Linked DNA regions of Gasterosteus aculeatus: region 2 is linked to region 1. Evidence: chromatin contacts called from public Hi-C data. All regions are on one chromosome and are shown on one strand. The core of a region is the stretch at or near the end of the contact, and the rest is flanking DNA. Distances in the headings are between cores, read along the strand shown. Region 1 holds the start of LOC120820749 (coiled-coil domain-containing protein 172). Region 2 overlaps LOC120820841 (attractin-like protein 1).

What was found. Hi-C and Micro-C count contacts between places; a contact is called where the count stands out from the background.
Region 2: a contact with region 1 is called in a Hi-C map of skeletal muscle, with 4 times the contacts expected there. The contact joins the enhancer-like site here to the promoter of LOC120820749 in region 1. A contact is called at or near these places in 2 of 6 Hi-C or Micro-C datasets (both in skeletal muscle).

Annotation. Positions count from the first base shown.
Region 1 is chr6:17,822,078-17,824,973 of fGasAcu3.hap1.1, reverse strand. It overlaps LOC120820749 (coiled-coil domain-containing protein 172), which reads left to right and starts at 1,416. Exons shown (of 8, transcript XM_040178870.2): 1 at 1,416-1,981; 2 at 2,184-2,269. The coding sequence starts at 1,903. gfra1a (gdnf family receptor alpha 1a) reads right to left here and starts at 1,730. Exons shown (of 11, transcript XM_078104880.1): 1 at 1,542-1,730; 2 at 1-1,131.
Region 2 is chr6:17,957,173-17,959,872 of fGasAcu3.hap1.1, reverse strand. LOC120820841 (attractin-like protein 1) reads left to right here. Exons shown (of 29, transcript XM_078104887.1): 18 at 1,000-1,242; 19 at 1,380-1,517. Among protein-coding and RNA genes, the nearest start is that of LOC120820841, 50 kb to the left of the region's middle. Within about 2 kb of position 1,397, at least 1 of the 9 cell types and tissues checked has open chromatin away from gene starts, as enhancers often do.

The DNA of each region.
Region 1 (2,896 bases), core at 167-2,666:
AAATGTGTGTGTGTGCGTGTGTGTGTTTTCAGTATAACTGTGCTGACATGCGAGAGGGCAAAGGGGCATTACCCATTTTATGACATGATTAGCGGACTGTAGCAGCAACTTGTGTAGCTTATGGACAATTCTTAGATCCGAATCCCCTTAAGAAACAGGAAAAACACGCGCTCGTGTTTCAGCTGCACAGCTGATCCACGGTATGCAAAGGACGCGCGTGGCTCCTCCCCCATCTGCAAAATGACAAACATTCTCCTGCAACATTTTGTGACGATGAAACACCCGGTTTTTATTTGATCTTTAATTTCTTTAAAGTAAACACCAGAATAAAGGGCCGGTTGCCCCCCCCTCTCCCCACTGACCGCACTGAGGAGCGTGCACACCCGTGTGGCTGTCGCCATCTGTTGGTGGTTTGGAAGTAAAAGGTCAAAGCACAGATTTGCAAACCATTTGTTTGTCATTCAAACTATACAAAGCCGCGCACTGGAGATGTCATGTTCGGAAAACAACGAGCATCCCGTTGTTAACACCTCTTGTTGGATCACAGCATTGTCAAAAGGGGGGCAGTTTTAACTAATAGAGCGCGGTTGTATAACGACGGGGATGATGCACCGTGCAACTTGTAACTCTGCCTATGGCTCATTGATTGCCTATAATATTCAGAGCCTAATCCACTTGGCTAAATGACCGGACTATGTCAATAAGGCCCTCTCTGCATTAAGGACAGGGCTGAATCAATCGAGGATGCTGGTGTCAGTAAATCAACCCCCCCCCCCCCCCCACACACACACACACATTCATTCAGAGATGGGATGAAATAGCTTATTTAAATGTCAGCGAATAGCCCCTGATAGAAAAGGAAGGCTGTGATTAGGTGGGTGCGATGAATCACTCTTGCAAAGTACAGTCACTTTTCAAAATGGCTTTCCATTTAGTTAGATAAACACGCCACGGGGCCGGGGTCCGCAGCTGTTTTTAGAGGGAAAACTACAGGCTAAGAGACAGAAAATGGGCACAGGTGAGCGACGGGCCCCGGCTACCATCCGGGATAATTGTCTGCTTACAATTTGATGACTTTGCTGTTCTTAAGTCTCCAAAGGGAACCTTGCCAGTCAGGGGGAACGGCTCAGTCTGGTGATTAATGAAAGGCCTCAATCAATACGTGATATTAATTTTGCAAATGCGTGTCACAATGATGTAGTCCTCGGGTCATTTAACGTTTCACACGGTAATGTGGCTCATGGCAGCGGCTCAGAAGCTTTTTTTTCCCCTTCTTTGCCAGTCAGAATATATTTGAGAAAAATGTAGGCAGTGAGTCTCAATTGATTTCTGTTGGGAAAACCGACTGTGCCTTTTTTAAAACTTTTTTTTACTACTTTACATTTTAAAAATAGTAATACTATATTTTTCAATGATGATACACGAACAATTACTTAACGTTATTAGTTACAACAATGACGTCACAATCAGACAGGCTACATAAACGTTAGGCCATAAATAGTTAACTTAACATTAGCTAACTAATGCTAACTGAAACGTACCTTAATCGCTGCTTGCAAAGACTTGGTTGCCATTCTATTGAGTCACGTTAAACGCTCTATTGAGTCAGGTTAAACGCTCTATTGGACACAGTGTTCTGTTTTACGTTTTAACTTTTAGGAAATGAGCTCCCACGGCTCATTGTTTATCAGCAAAGCTCGTTAAAGCTCGTTACGTTAGTAACGAGTGCAAAGAGGACAAACCAAACCGGTCGGTGTCATACGAGGGGCGGGGCCGTAGAGTCACGAGCGCCACGTCATAGGCCCAGTTTAAGTAAACGTTTACCCTAGCTACTCGCTAGTCCTGTTAGCTAGCTAGTTGACACTTTGCAGTAGTAACTCTTTGGTGCCGTATTGGTTAAAAATGAGTTTAGACACACTTTTCCAACAAATTCTTGTAACTGAACAACAGTTAACTGAACAGACACAGAAAGTCAAAGAAGGTAAGCTTGCTGCCAGCTAGCAACACCAGCTAACGAACGTTGACAGGCTAACGTTAGTAACAATGCTAACTAACGGCAACTAGTCGGGTCCTCAAATTTAAGGCTTTGCTCCCGCTTTATCAATCCACATTTCAGCTAACATTATCTATAGTGAATTTAATCTAATATTGTCTTTCTCCTTATTTGTAATATATTATTTCAGTCAAAGTAGCCATCATCAGATTTAATGAGAAGATCAAGAGCGCCGCTGAGAAGAATGAAAAGACCAATGAGGAACTGGATAAAACGGTGATGTTATGACACAATTAGCTTTCTCTTTCATATGGAGGCATCATGTAAATTCTGAAAACCTTTTGTGACTGGAGCAGCATTCATGCCGCAGTGTTAAATATCTGCCTTGTCTTTTTATATAATAATGTTTTTGGCAGGCTGTGCTTGAATGAATTACCAAAGTTATTAGTAGTCTGACACAAAATTGTGCCAAATTATACACTTAATCGTAACATTTAAATGGCTTTATAACTTTGAACCGTTTTATACTAATTATTAATAATGATTTCCTAAAAGGTTATTGTGACTATTGCCTGTTTCAGGGTAAAGTTGTGACGGAGCAGACTGATATTTGCACAGCCACGTATCATTTTGTTCTAGCTGCAACTGTGCTTTTCCAGTTAATGTTCATTTGGTGTTCTCCTGTAAGGAGCAGTCACATCCTGTCTATTGTATCACATGGAAAATATATAATTCAACTGCTCAAAATGCATTTACAAAACAGGGATTGTCTTATTGCTTTTTATTTACTTTGAATGTCTCAAGTTTTATCGTGATGCAATTTAAAGATAAATAAAATCAGTTACAGCAGTAATTGTTAGTGGCACTGTCATATGAAGGAACAAAGTGCATATTGGCATATTG
Region 2 (2,700 bases), core at 148-2,647, 130 kb before region 1:
CCGGGGAGGGGTGGGGTGGGGGGTGGGGGGCACTCAGTGAAGAGACACCGGCAAAAAGAAAATGCAAAAGAGGAGGATCAAAATGTGGCTGAGAAGAGATAAAGAGCAAATCGGAGAGGAGAAGTTTGCAATTATAAAGGAGCCGGAGAACAAACGAATCCGCATTGCTGCGCTCAAATAATGCAACAGGCGAGGGGGGGGGGGCTTGCAAACACACACACACACACACACACACACACACACACTCCCCCCGTGGGGGACGCGGGGAGAGAAGGAGGTCCATGTTCAGCTCTAACGTCTGTGGCTCATGGAAATGACTCGCTCTCTGAAGAGAAGCAACTAGTGGGAGAAGATGCTAATTTCACTCGACGCAGCACGTCGGGTAACTGCTCCCTCGGTTCCTCGTGCAGCGCGCCCCCCCCCCGAGACCCCCGCCGAGTCCTCACAGCCGCCTCCCGCTCGTTGTCACGTGTGGTGACGGCAGCGAAGATGAGAGCGAAAGACTCGAAAGCAGCTGAGGAGTCGACTCTGGAAAGGCCGCATGGTTCCAGACAAAAAGGGAACCTTGATTTCTTATTCTCGTCACTTATCGCCGCACTCGGTAAACAAAAGAAGTGCTTCTGTATGGAGATTTTGTTTTTCTATTACAAGTATCGAATGCCATACCAGAAAGAAAGTGTCATTTTGTGATTTGTTTCTGAATGTCACGTCCTCTTTATGAATACAAATGCTTTTCTCAACCTGTTGAAAAGTCCATTTCTTTATGAATGCTGAATGTCAAAGAAAAGGTGAGAACAAGAGACGCTAAGTAGATTAGAGGCGTCGGATCCCTGGAGGTGTTCATTGGGTTCGTGCTCATGGCTGTAAGTCGTTTGGACAGCGTGAAGGACAGAATACGCCCGGGACACCAACTGTTTGTCTTTTTAGTTGCATTGACAAGTTGATATTTGCCAGTGAAATTCTAAAAACTGAAAAACTACCCCCCCTCCCCCCCCACAGCCCAGAACTGCTCAGGTCTGAGGACGTGCGCCGAGTGTCTGGAGAGGACGGAGTGCGGTTGGTGCGGCGATCCCAGTAACACCGGCAGGGGTGTTTGCATGGAGGGGTCCTACCGGGGCCCCATGAGGCCCGCCGGCTCCAGGGCCGGACCCCCGGACAGACTGTGGGACAGGGACATGGCGCTGGATCAGAGTCTCTGTTCCTCCGACAGAGGCTACAACTGGGCCTTCGTCCAATGTCCCGGTGAGTGAACAGCTGGAGCGGCAACCCTCGACAACCCCCCCCCTCGTCAATGCACCGGACGTGATCTCCATGGCGGGGCGGGGGGGCGGAGGTGGGTGTTAATAACCCGAGTGCATGTGTCTGTGGTTTCCTCCCAGCGTGCCAGTGTAATGGTCACAGCAGGTGTGTGAACGGCAGCGTGTGCGAGCACTGTGGGAACCTGACGGCAGGGATGCACTGCCAGAGCTGCATGGCCGGTTACTATGGCGACCCCACCAACGGAGGGAAGTGCAACGGTGAGTGTACAAGGTTCACAGGTTCCTACCACATGTTTCTGGTTCTCTCTTTTTTTCCCTTTGGAGCTGCATAGTGTCCGTTAGCTTTTATTTAAAGAGTCCTTAAAACTTAGGAGGGGAAAAAAAACGATCGCTGAGAAGCCAGCTGGCTCTGGCAAAGTTTTGTTTACAGACAGAACTAAAGAGAAAGTTGAAAGATCTCATCCTGTGTGTTTTTGAGCTCTCGGTCTCTCCTTCACCTCTTTAAACATACAGCATGTAGTGAGCTGCCTGCAGCGCTGTAATACACACAAACATCCTGACGGGGGCAGCGCTTCAAAGCTGTGAGCAGACTGTGTTTTGCTGTCGAGCGTGTACTTTCGACAGGCACACGCGTGCTCTTTGGACGGGACGGAGGTCTGCACACAGCGTGGGAGCAGCAGAGTCCCTGCTTGCATTTACACGGCACAGATATCTATAAATATAAAGATGTATATCCAGAGAGAGAGACTTGGGAAGATGGTGCTGAGGTGCATTCATATGTTTTTCGTTTGGAATTCGTTCGCCCGTCAGCACCTTTTCGTTTCGCTCCATCACAGCAGGTCCCTCAGCCGAGTCTCTTGGATCATGTGATCAGGAGTTGGATAATAGAAGCAGCGATGGGGGGGGGGGGGCAGCCGGGGTTTGGGAAGGCGTGTGCTACAGAACGGGCCTGCATGGGATGCAGGGTGAGTGAGTGACTGTTGGGGTGTGGGTGGGGAAATGGGGGAGGGCGGAGGGGGCTGAGCGGGCGGCGCAGCAACATCAGTCTCGCTGTGACAGATGTGCTTCTCGGCGCGGCGGCGTGACATTAACTCGCTCTTAATCATTTTCTTATTTCCTGAGTTGACTGGTGTCTCCGTCCCCGACGGCTCCTCGCAGCGAGCGCTGATCGATGCTCGCCTCTCGCCGCCGGCAGGACGGCCCCCGGTGTGCGTTCCCCTCCGCTCCAGCTTCCTTTGCTGTCTCACTGCCTCCCCGTCTCTCCGGGGTTTCCTGTGTTTCCCTGAACATCCTTCTCAACATTCTCGAGACCTCTCCTAGTTCCTTTCCTTTTCCCACCTCTCCTCTCCTCTTCTGCTGTCCATTCGTCTCCTTCATTTTGCTTTCCTTCCCCTTCTCTCTTCTTTATTCTTTCCTTTTCCTCGTGTCCTTTTGGGTTTTC